Linked DNA regions of Columba livia: region 2 is linked to region 1. The links are chromatin contacts, called in public Hi-C maps. All regions are on one chromosome and are shown on one strand. Each heading gives the region's core, a stretch centred on a gene start, on an enhancer-like site or on the middle of the called end of the contact. The rest is flanking DNA. Distances are from core to core; before and after follow the strand shown.

Region 1 (5,037 bases), core at 1,497-3,996:
ACCAACACAGATACTAAGTTGTGGGACTGTGATCAGTCATCACATCCCAACACACAGGGACAAGGACAGGTTCACAAAATTCACCAGACTGTGGCCATGCACTTGGATCTGACTCTCTTCTTCCACAGACGGAAGGTTGGTGTGTGGATTCTTTAAGGACTACTAGAGGTTTTCATAGGGCTAAGTACACTGTAATCAGAGACAAAGGAAAGCTACAGCAGTTTCACTCAGCATCTGAAGATGTTTGGATGCCACGTTTAGCTTTGGCAGCTCAACAGTAACAGGAATTAAGGAGAAGTTCTCATTTCACGCCTCAGGAATGATCCAGTCCTGAGAAACAGCTCCTGTCCCTTAAATTACAACCCCTCTCGTGCCAGAAATTGTAACTAGAATTCAAGGGTTAGAAAAACAGCCACACAAATATTTGTTGATGAGAGATAAGAAGGAATATCCCCCACACACATTTGCATCCCAGTTTTGATATGAAACAGCACTGGCACACAGCATGAATATGCAAACTGCAGCAACATGCACTTGGAATCACCATGCAAGAGGAAGCAAAAATAAATAAGCAGGTGCAAAGTACCTCAGAAGTAACCTTGCTAGACAGTAATTTACAGGTGTACTGGTAGAAAGGGAAAAGACCAGCATTAGTACATTGAACAAGCATGTTATAACCAGGAAACAAGAACAAAATAAAGAAATTGCAAGAACTGGCACATCCCGGAGTATAGGATTTCAAGCAACTTGGTGTCATAAAAAAAAAAAGAAAATTAGTCAGTTTGATGTTTTTTTTAATGACATTGCTTGGCCAGTCTCAGTCTTGTTTACCATCGGTGGCTGACCCGTTTTCTTGCTGCTGCTTTTTCTCTTTTTCTCACCTGTTGAAGCCTCTAGTGTAACACATCCTCTTTGGAAGAAACTGTCCCCTTGCCTGAGCAGTGATGTTCTTCCAAGAGCAGATGTGCTTCATTTCCCTCTGTCTCTGAACGGCAAAACCTGCAAGCCCCGGCCAGAGAGGCTACGTTGCGTAGACTGGATGCTTAAAGGACAGGTAGGGTAGATGTCCTACCAAAACCACCCTCTTGCCTTTTGGTGTGTCTTATGTAGGGAGAAATTAAAGCTATATCCATCAGTTGCCTTCTGCCCCCACAGGAGTGCTGGCTCTGTCCTGCTTCGGGTACCACAGCATCCCAACTGCTCCCACTACCCCAGCACATCTCTGGCCCCCCTCACTCACAACACTGAGCCATGTTCAGCTCTCAGGACTTAATGCTCCAAGTGGCAGCTGCCAGTCTGGTTGTCAGGTATGCTCCTTCCCCCACTGCATTTCAAGTATTTTTAAATACAGGCTGGTGATGTACTCTTTTGTTTCTTTAGTACAGAAATATTTTTCTTGAGCACGTATTCAAATGTCGCCTGCTGACAAACCAAACCTATTTGTTGTTAAAGTGATTATTGCTTAGCCTGGCATGTAAAATACAGGCTGTTTCAAAAACATGGACCAAATTTCACAACAGCAACATGTCACAATTACACAAAAATTTACAAATGGTTTAACGAGTTATCAAGTTTGCATAACCTTTTAATAAATGCTCTGTGTTCCCGCCACCTCCTGTATGGACAACATCGAGATGATAGTTGAATTCGTCCCAAATGCCTCTCAATTGGGTCCATCTTCTTGAAGCACCCTGTATTAACTCAGATTAACAGTTTGAGCATTTCATATCTGAATTATCTTTCCCCTGCCAATGGTGGGAGTTTTTTACATAAGGAGAGCAGAAAAAGAGCACTTCTTTTTTGAATTATCTTTCCCCTGTAAATGGTGGGAGTTTTTTACAAAAGAAGAGCGGAAAAAGGCAGGGAAGAGAAACAAAGCTCTCCCACTTGTTCAGAGAAACTCCCCCTGGGCTCTGCAGGACATTGCCCTCTAATAGGATTTCAAACAGGCAGCAGCAAAACGTAAATCATGTTTGGCTGTATGCAATGGGTTTAGAGGAGAATAACAACAAACTGCAACACTGTGGGACTTCAGTGTGCACTGGGGCTCTGTAAATTCACTGCAGCCTTGACAATTAATCCCAGAAGAGGATCCATCCCATGTGCCGCCTGATGGGCACTAATCTCCAGCCGTGCATCCTGGGGCGGTCAGTGTCTGGGCAGCTTTAGCAGCCACGGACAGCTGAGCTGGCACCCAGCGTGCAGCTTTCCACTCGGATACTGCCCCGTGCTCTGATCAGGTCAAGGGCTCACTCCAAACTGCAGAAGAGATCATGCAGTTGTGGCCAACCTGCTTTCTAGGGGCATACCTGCAGCTCTGCAAGCACCTGAGGAGCTGCACTCGGGTAACTGAGCAGAGGGAGTTACGTCTAATAACATCTTTTTTTAAAGTTGCTCTGACTTCTGCAAAGGGTGTGAGGGTGTGACATGTCTCCTGCGAACCCCTAAGGGTCCTTCAGGGAAAGAGAACCTCTGGGGAGATGCTAGAAAACAGCACCCACCGGAGCAAGTGTAGACACCCTATTTCACTGGGTGCTTTGGGGAGGGAGGGGAAACCAGAGGGTGGCTCTTTCCCAAGATGCTGCTGCCAGCACAAGGCACAGTCTTGTGCATGGGCTGGCTTCCAACCCGGCAGCAGGAGCCTGCTGGATCACGAGATCTCATTTTACAACAGCTTCAATAGAAGAAAGGACCAGAAAGTTTCTGGTGTGCACTGGAAACTTATTTGTTTACAGTGTGAGTCGGCTTTCCTACTAAGTTTTAGTTAACCAGCAAAAATGCAACATGACGCCTCCGCACTGCAGTTCTTCTGATTTTAAGTATTTGCTACTGCACAGTATCTGCTGGTAACGACTAAAAGCTGCCAGACTAGTGCAGTATTCACATTACAAACCTTCACTTCATTCTGTATGCCTAATGAGACTCTACCTTTAATGAACATTACTAGAATGCAATGTGGAGCATGAGCTCCTTGGCACTGGGGTCACCGTTCTGACCTCTCTGGTAAAAGCCCAGAGGACTGCGGCTGCTTCAGCAAATGTTGTGTTCATTTAAGAAGTTTTATATTGCACTTATATATCACTACCTTCTGCACTTATTGCCCACAGTAATAATGATTCTGAATAAGAATCACCTTGTGCTCTGTTAGGAAATAGGTCGTGTAATGGATGCACCTGAATTTTGACACTTTCAGTTATGAAATTTGTAGCTTGTTTTATTAGTGCCTTAATTGGTTTAAAACAGTGCTACAGTAATGACTGAAGTGCAGGCACCCATTTCACAAACTGAAATCCTGGCTGGTTTTCTGTTTGCATGGAAGAAAGACAACAAGGCTAGCACAAAAGAGCATGCTGCCCGTTGAAGGATTCAAGTTAATTTCTGAGGCACTCCCAGTCCAATTCTGCAAGAGGTCATTTCTAGGGAAGTTATTAATTTACTTACACTGAATCCTGACCACGCTGGGATGGGACTTTGGGAGTCTATGAACACAAGCATGAATATATGCTTGATCCACAAAGTTCAAAGACCCACTGAAATAACCAATCGGAGGGTCTTGGTGATGTGAGAATTAACAGAGCCCAACAATTGCAGAGCAGCTACCTGGAGCCTTTATTATTAATTAATTAATTAAAAAGAAACTTAATATGAGTTTCCTTTGATATTTGCAGTTGACACTCTCTCTTCCCCTCCAGTGTCCCTCATCCTTCCATTTCAAAGACACTGGCCCTAACAATGTGTTAAAATCCTTGCACAATTGCAAGGTGATCTGAGCAGATTGTTGAGAAACAAATATTTTTGTTGTCTGAATTTTGTTTCTTATGAGTCATGGTGTCTATCGCAGAGCAAGATGTGAAGAGGAAAAGAGCACTTACACTGCTGTCGTCCATCCTTTCTCGTCTCTTAGTTTTGTGTGTTTCGTAATCCTCCATGAGGGTCTGCATCAGGTTCTTGGGTCGCTGGGCTCCCGCAGGCTCCTCGGACAGCGGGTCAGACTGCGAGACAGGGCCTTCTGTGGTGGGCGATGGAGGAGGCTTGATCTTCTCTATCTTTCCTGCAAAGATATGAAAAGGAACAATCCTTTCTAAGATGAAGGACTTGCAAGTTGTTTCCGAAATACAACAGCTAGAGATTAATTTCCAGCAGGGTTTAAATGAAGAAACAGTTTGGAATAAGGTTTATGGAACAATCTGGTAAATCAGGATGGTCATGGGCTTTTTGAGCACTCTCCCTCTTTCTGAAACACAACAGCAAAACACTAGAAAATCTTTTTACAAAACCTGGAACAGCTAACAAATGACACAATGCAAATGTAACCCACCACTACTATGTACAGTAGTGTCTGGCTGCATCACCCCCATTCTCTCCTATAGGACACTTTTCAGAGGTCTGGAAATGTTTGTAAGATTCTGGAAAACTGCAATATGACCTTTTTTTCTTGCTCAGACAGTCCAATGTAAAGGATGCCACCGCTGTAAATTGGGGACCGTGTGTGAGGCACCCAAGGAAGGCAATATGCCTTTCTTCTCCTCTGCCAGTGCTTTTTATTTGCTTTGTAATGTGAAAGGCTTTGGGTTGGTCCCTGGCACTATTCTCCCCTGCAGCTCAGAGGGTGCTCCTGCAGGGAGCAGGAGGATGGGGTCTCCATCCCATTCACTGCTTGTTCAGACAGGGCCCTTCAAGTCTCCTGGTGGGAGGAAAGTCAAGAGAAATCAGGCTGCTCTCTGACTGAACCCTTTTCACCCAGAAACCCTGTTTCAGGCAGAGTGACTCCAGCTGAGGAGCTGGGAAAAAGCAGGGGAGAGCAAGGAGACCACTGCAACAAGCTGCAGGAGAGCTCAGCAGGTGGACAACCCACTGTCCTCCAGGGAGGACAGCCCGTGTTTGTCATCACCAGGTGCTGATCTGGGCTGAGCCGCCCGGCTTCTCCTGGAAAGAAGAAGGAGAACAATGGTAGCAGGTCGTAGGTGTGGGAATAAGGTGCAGGGGTCCTCAGCGATGGCAGGAGAAAGCAATGCTGAACCAAAATCAGCTTCCCTT
Region 2 (5,115 bases), core at 40-2,539, 160 kb after region 1:
GACTGAGGGCAAAGGCTTCATAGATGTTCATATTGAGAAGACTCTGTCCCATTTCCAAGTTTACTTCATGCAGGTAAGTGTGTACAGCCTCAGGGCACGGTAAGTGAAGAAATTATAACACTGACTAGTTTTAAAGTTATACAAAATATGCAAGTAGGAACCTTCAGGGATTTACAAAAAACCTAAAAATGATAAAGGTGGTCTTGAAAATGGGGTGTAGGTACTTCTGAGAGTTTGTCTCCTGTGATTTCTGTGCCAATTGTTGTATAGTTATGGACACTTTTCCAGCTTTATTGTTTAAAGGGACTTAATCTATGGGTGTTCATGGTAGAAGTGATAGGGCAGTAGATGACAGAGCAATACTAAAAGCCTTGACTTGAAACAATAGAGACAAACAGGCATTAAAGTGTAGGTGTGTATGTAGGTCTAGTGGTTTGAATAGATGAACTGATACACTTGGATGTGAGCACTTATTGAAGTGTCTCTCTGACTCAAGGCTTAGAAGGGTAACCACATTAACCTGCAGAAGACCACTCAAAAGTAGAAAAGTTGTCCCAATACTTTGAAAGGGGCTGACTGAAAATGAAATTAAATTAAAATGGCCTTGGTGGAAATAAGGCATGGAAATTGAGAGCAGCAACAATATTCTGGGAGTCAGAATGGCATCAGTGGGATTATAACTACCACGAGCTGAGGGCAGTTGGAAGCGCAGGCTGTCGAGATGACTGTCCAAAGGGCTGGCACGTTAGTCGCTGAGCACCAGATGGACACCACCAACTGTCTAATTGCTTTCTCCCTCATTTGTAATTGGCCTCGTTTGTGGCTGAGCTCCATGGCCCTGCCTGCAGTTCTCAGCTCTGCTGTTGGCAGTCCCCTTGGTGCACACCCTGCAGCCAGCGTGCAAGCTCCCATCAGCGTGACAGTGCCTGAAGGAGCTGTGGGTTTGCTGGTCATGCCCTGCCCTAACAAAATATGCCTCATTAGCAGTGTGCAACACCCATGGCACCATTTCTTTCCACTCTTCTTTGCTTTTTTAATTTCTTTGTTGTCTCATATTCATGTCAGCTGTTGTGATCAGTCACAAAGAGGCATTTTGTGATATTGGTACAAGATGGCTCATATTTGCCACTTTATGCTATGTTAACAATGGTAAGTAGGAATGGTCCCAAGATGCCCCAAGCCAGCCTTGCCTATAAGCCTCCCTAGCTTCTCTCCAGCAATCCAAACTCAGATTGAGTGTTCTTGTAGCCTTTCTGCTACTGGGCTACTCTGGTCTCTCCTTGTTGGCCCACTGTATGCCTCCTGCTATGTGTGGGGGACATGTAGCATCAAGGTCAGGAAGTGCTCTTGCAGAAAGTCCTCCTGCATTTGCTTGTTTCTGCCTTCTTCACTGGCATGTCCTCTTCAGGAAATACCAAAGTTTCGAGGCAAAGAAGTCCTTGAAAAATTATATTTCTGTGAAACACGGGAGCCTGGGAGCACCCTTGTGCCAAGCTCCAAAAACTCTGTGTGGATTGATTTGTAGAAGGACATGAACAACAATTTGCATGGTGACTTTTGGGTGGCTTGAAGTTTGAACCTAAAGATGACAGCAACATCTACCTGCACTGGGAAGGCCTGTTATTGAATAACCGCTGATGTGAAGGCTCAACCCAGGACGTGAGTCCTGTCCCACACAGAGCTCAGTGGGTGCTCTGTTGTCGCAGAGGATGGCTCCTGCCTGGCCCTGCAGCACAGCTCTCAGCGTCACGTTTTCATGGCAGTAGTTCTGCTCATGGCTGGCTCAGGTTGGTGCCATTAAGACTCAAAGCAGAAATGTTTTCCAACCAGGCAGACTGCCTTGTCACTGCTTTCCTGGTGTTACAGTCAGGTGGGAGAGAAAGCGGAGAGATGCTGCTGCTTTTGAATAGGTTACTATAATTGCGTATGTAAAGAGGTCCAACACTCAGCAAAAAAAGAAAAAAAAAAAGACACTGGACAAAGGAGGAGAGTAGTTTTCTCTGACAGCGCACCAGCAAGAGCTGGGGTGAACCATGTTCAGTTTAGCACATCCATGCACATGATGTAGGTAATTGCGGATGGATTATTTCCACACAGAAACACAAGTGTAGTTGTGGCTTGTCCCAGCCAACCTGCCAGCTGAGAGCCAGCAGAAAGCTTGGTGTAATCTGTCTATGGTTGATTAATCCTCCGGGAAGGTGACTGAAGTTGTGCTTTATCCCATGTTTGTGGAGGGCTGTGGCTTGTTACCACGGCTCATCTTGAATGTGATAAGGTGATGCACTCTGGTAATTTGACCATGACTTTGAACCCTTCCTCTATTTCTTTTTCAAACTCCTATTCCTTAAAGCAGTATTGCAGTAAACTTCTGTTTGACAGGAGTGGTCTCAAGGACTGTGGCCAGCAGGACCAAGAAACTACCACAGACAGATGCAGTTTTTCAATAGAGAGTGCTAAGTGGTCAGTACATCTTGCACAGCCCATAGCCATTTTCTTGTTTCTCGTTTCCCCTTAGCCCTCCCTCACTCATTTCTTCTTTGCTGAGACTTGGCTCTTCCCATAACAGGTTGTGTGGAGTTGCATATCAGTGTGAGAAATGATTGTTTAGCAGAATTTCGTCCCCTAACAAAAACAAAAAAACTAAACTTGTTGTACACCACAATGGATCTAGGGAGCACTGCAGAATAGCCCCAGGTGCTGACCCTCCCCTTGTGCTCCTGCACCGCTTTGTACAAAGAGAATATTATCATGAAGGTCACACACTAGCTTCCCTTCCAGCTTCCCATCCCTTTTGTGTGCTATGGGGCTTGCTTTGGTCATCGGAAAGGATTGCTCTGCAGACAGACCGTCACTGCCCAGGGGACAGAAACAGGTCTGCCACAGCGGTGAAGAATCAAGGAGAGGTGCCGAGATCCAGCTATTGAAAACCACAGGAAAATAATAATAAAAAAATCCCTAACACTGTGTGCATGAACGAACTTTACATGGTGGGTCTGCCGGAGGAAAATTTTCTCTGCAGTGTACGGGGCCATCTAGTGATCTCGGGCATTATAACAGCTCTGCTTTCTCTGCGTGCTTTTTTCTGCTTATTCCCGAGACAAGACTTCACACATTAGCTGCCAGCAAGGTATATGCACACACTTTAACGTTTTCCACTGCAAGGTAAAGGGAGGAACAGTGCTGCAGGAGGGGAGATTATGGCAGCAGAAAGGGCATGTTTGATGCCAGGGAGCTCGGCATACTGGTTTTCTGTGGGAAGCCAGAAACCCAGCTACGCTGGCAGTGGAAAGGCGGTGTGCGAGTCTCCACTGAACTGTGTCCTCATCTGCAGAACTGATGATGACAAAGGGAACTGCTCAGCCAGAGGACACCACAGCAATTGGGGCGGTGATAAAACCTTGTGAGGATTGATGAGACATTGGCTTCTCGGTATTATGGTTTTCAAGACAAACACCTGGTTAGGGGGCAAAGGAATGGGAAAGTGATGTATTAATAATTTCAAGACCTTAGAGAACTAATGCTTGTTTTTTTTTTTTTTTTTTTTTTTTTTTTTTTTTTTTTTTCCATTTTGCTAGACTGATAGTCCTGGAAGAAAAACTGCTGCAATGCGAAGTATCATACTCACAAAGTCCTGTCACCATGCTTCGCCTCTGAGCAGACCGGACTGATTATGAGAAGTAGCTGAGGGAACTGTGGTCATTTAGCCTGGCAAAAAGGAGGCTGAGGGGAGACCTTATCGCTGTCTGCAACTACCTGAAAGGAGGTTGTAGCATGGAGGGGGTTGGTCTCTTCTCCCAAGTGACAAATGACAGGACAAGAGGAAATGGCCTCAATTCCTCCAGGGAGCGTTCAGGTCAGATATTAGGAGAAATTTCTTCACAGAAAGGGTTGTCAGGCATTGGATCAGGCTGCCCAGGGCAGTGGTTGAGTCACCATTCCTGCAAGTGTTTGAAAGATGCATAGATGAGGTTCTTAGCGACATGGTTTAGTGCCAGTGTCAGGTTAATGGTTGAACTTGATGATCTTGAGGGTCTCTTCCAACCAAAATGATTCTATGATTGCCTGGGGATGAACGTGCGACCAGCTGTGCTGCCTATTCACTCTCCTGTGTCTCTCAGATTATAAGAGCAACAACAAACATCTGGGGATTTTGGTAGCTTTTTGTGGCTGCTCAAAGTACCTTCAAACATAACAGAACCCACAGCTAACTCCGAAATATATAGCCAGCGCCATGCTGTTCCGGTACAAACTACCCTTGTTCAGCTAGTAGTAAAATGCCAGATAATGTGGGCACAGAGGGTATTTGGGCATGTCCGGTACCAGCACGTGACCACTGACTCCCTAGTGACACTTTTCACTTTCAGCATAGACACAAGCTTTTTTAAGCAAGTCTGTGCTGTAGAGTCAGAGGTGCCTCAGAAAACTGAAGGGAAGGACTGCAAGATTCTCATCTAGCGAATGTCAGATTAATCTAATTGAAGGCTGAGAGCCAGGTGAGCACATAGTCCACTAGTTTATCCACCCTCAGCAGAATGAATACATTCACTCACCCGTCTCTTGGACACTTATTTGACCTGTTTGGACCCGCCTTAAGGGTGAATTCTTCATGTCCACCAGCCTATCTCTGAAACAGCTGTAAATCTGGAGCTGGGGAATTGCAACAATGACAAACTGTTCCACATTCTCCTGAATTGTCATGGAAGCCCTGACCTACAGGATACTAAATTAGCTTTCAGTGTGTAATCCTTAGACCCAGTGAAAATGAGTGTGCACATCTGGAAGCATTTGCTACTTCAGTATGTGTCTGTGTGTGTTTACACTGACTATGGACAGGAGAAACAAAATGTAATAAGCTTTGTAGCCTTGAAGCCCAGTAAATGCAGTATTGCCATTGCTAGTAACAGGTCCCAAGCTTTGTAATAGTTTTGCAAGGTCCTCAGAATTTGTCAGGCTCTGTCTACACTTGTTTTATTTGTCTTCTCTGCATGTTTGCTTAATCATATGGTGTAGCTACAATTTTCAGACAGCATTGACATGCAGTTTTTTCTGTAGAAAGAAATATTTATGACCTCACTGTAGTGATTCAGTACAGAGGAAGTTGTATTTGATGCCACA

Evidence for each region. Hi-C and Micro-C count contacts between places; a contact is called where the count stands out from the background.
Region 2: a contact with region 1 is called in a Hi-C map of liver, with 1.9 times the contacts expected there. The contact joins two enhancer-like sites. A contact is called at or near these places in 2 of 2 Hi-C or Micro-C datasets (crop and liver).

Annotation. Positions count from the first base shown.
Region 1 is chrZ:73,477,360-73,482,396 of bColLiv1.pat.W.v2, forward strand. It overlaps PALM2AKAP2 (PALM2 and AKAP2 fusion), which reads right to left. Exons shown (of 12, transcript XM_065046386.1): 10 at 3,873-4,051; 11 at 587-625. Among named protein-coding and RNA genes, the nearest start is that of SLC46A2, 27 kb to the left of the region's middle. Within about 2 kb of position 2,747, at least 1 of the 3 cell types and tissues checked has an H3K27ac peak away from gene starts, as active enhancers do.
Region 2 is chrZ:73,643,467-73,648,581 of bColLiv1.pat.W.v2, forward strand. All of the region lies in intron 3 of PALM2AKAP2 (PALM2 and AKAP2 fusion), which reads right to left. Among named protein-coding and RNA genes, the nearest start is that of PALM2AKAP2, 89 kb to the right of the region's middle. Within about 2 kb of position 1,290, at least 1 of the 3 cell types and tissues checked has an H3K27ac peak away from gene starts, as active enhancers do.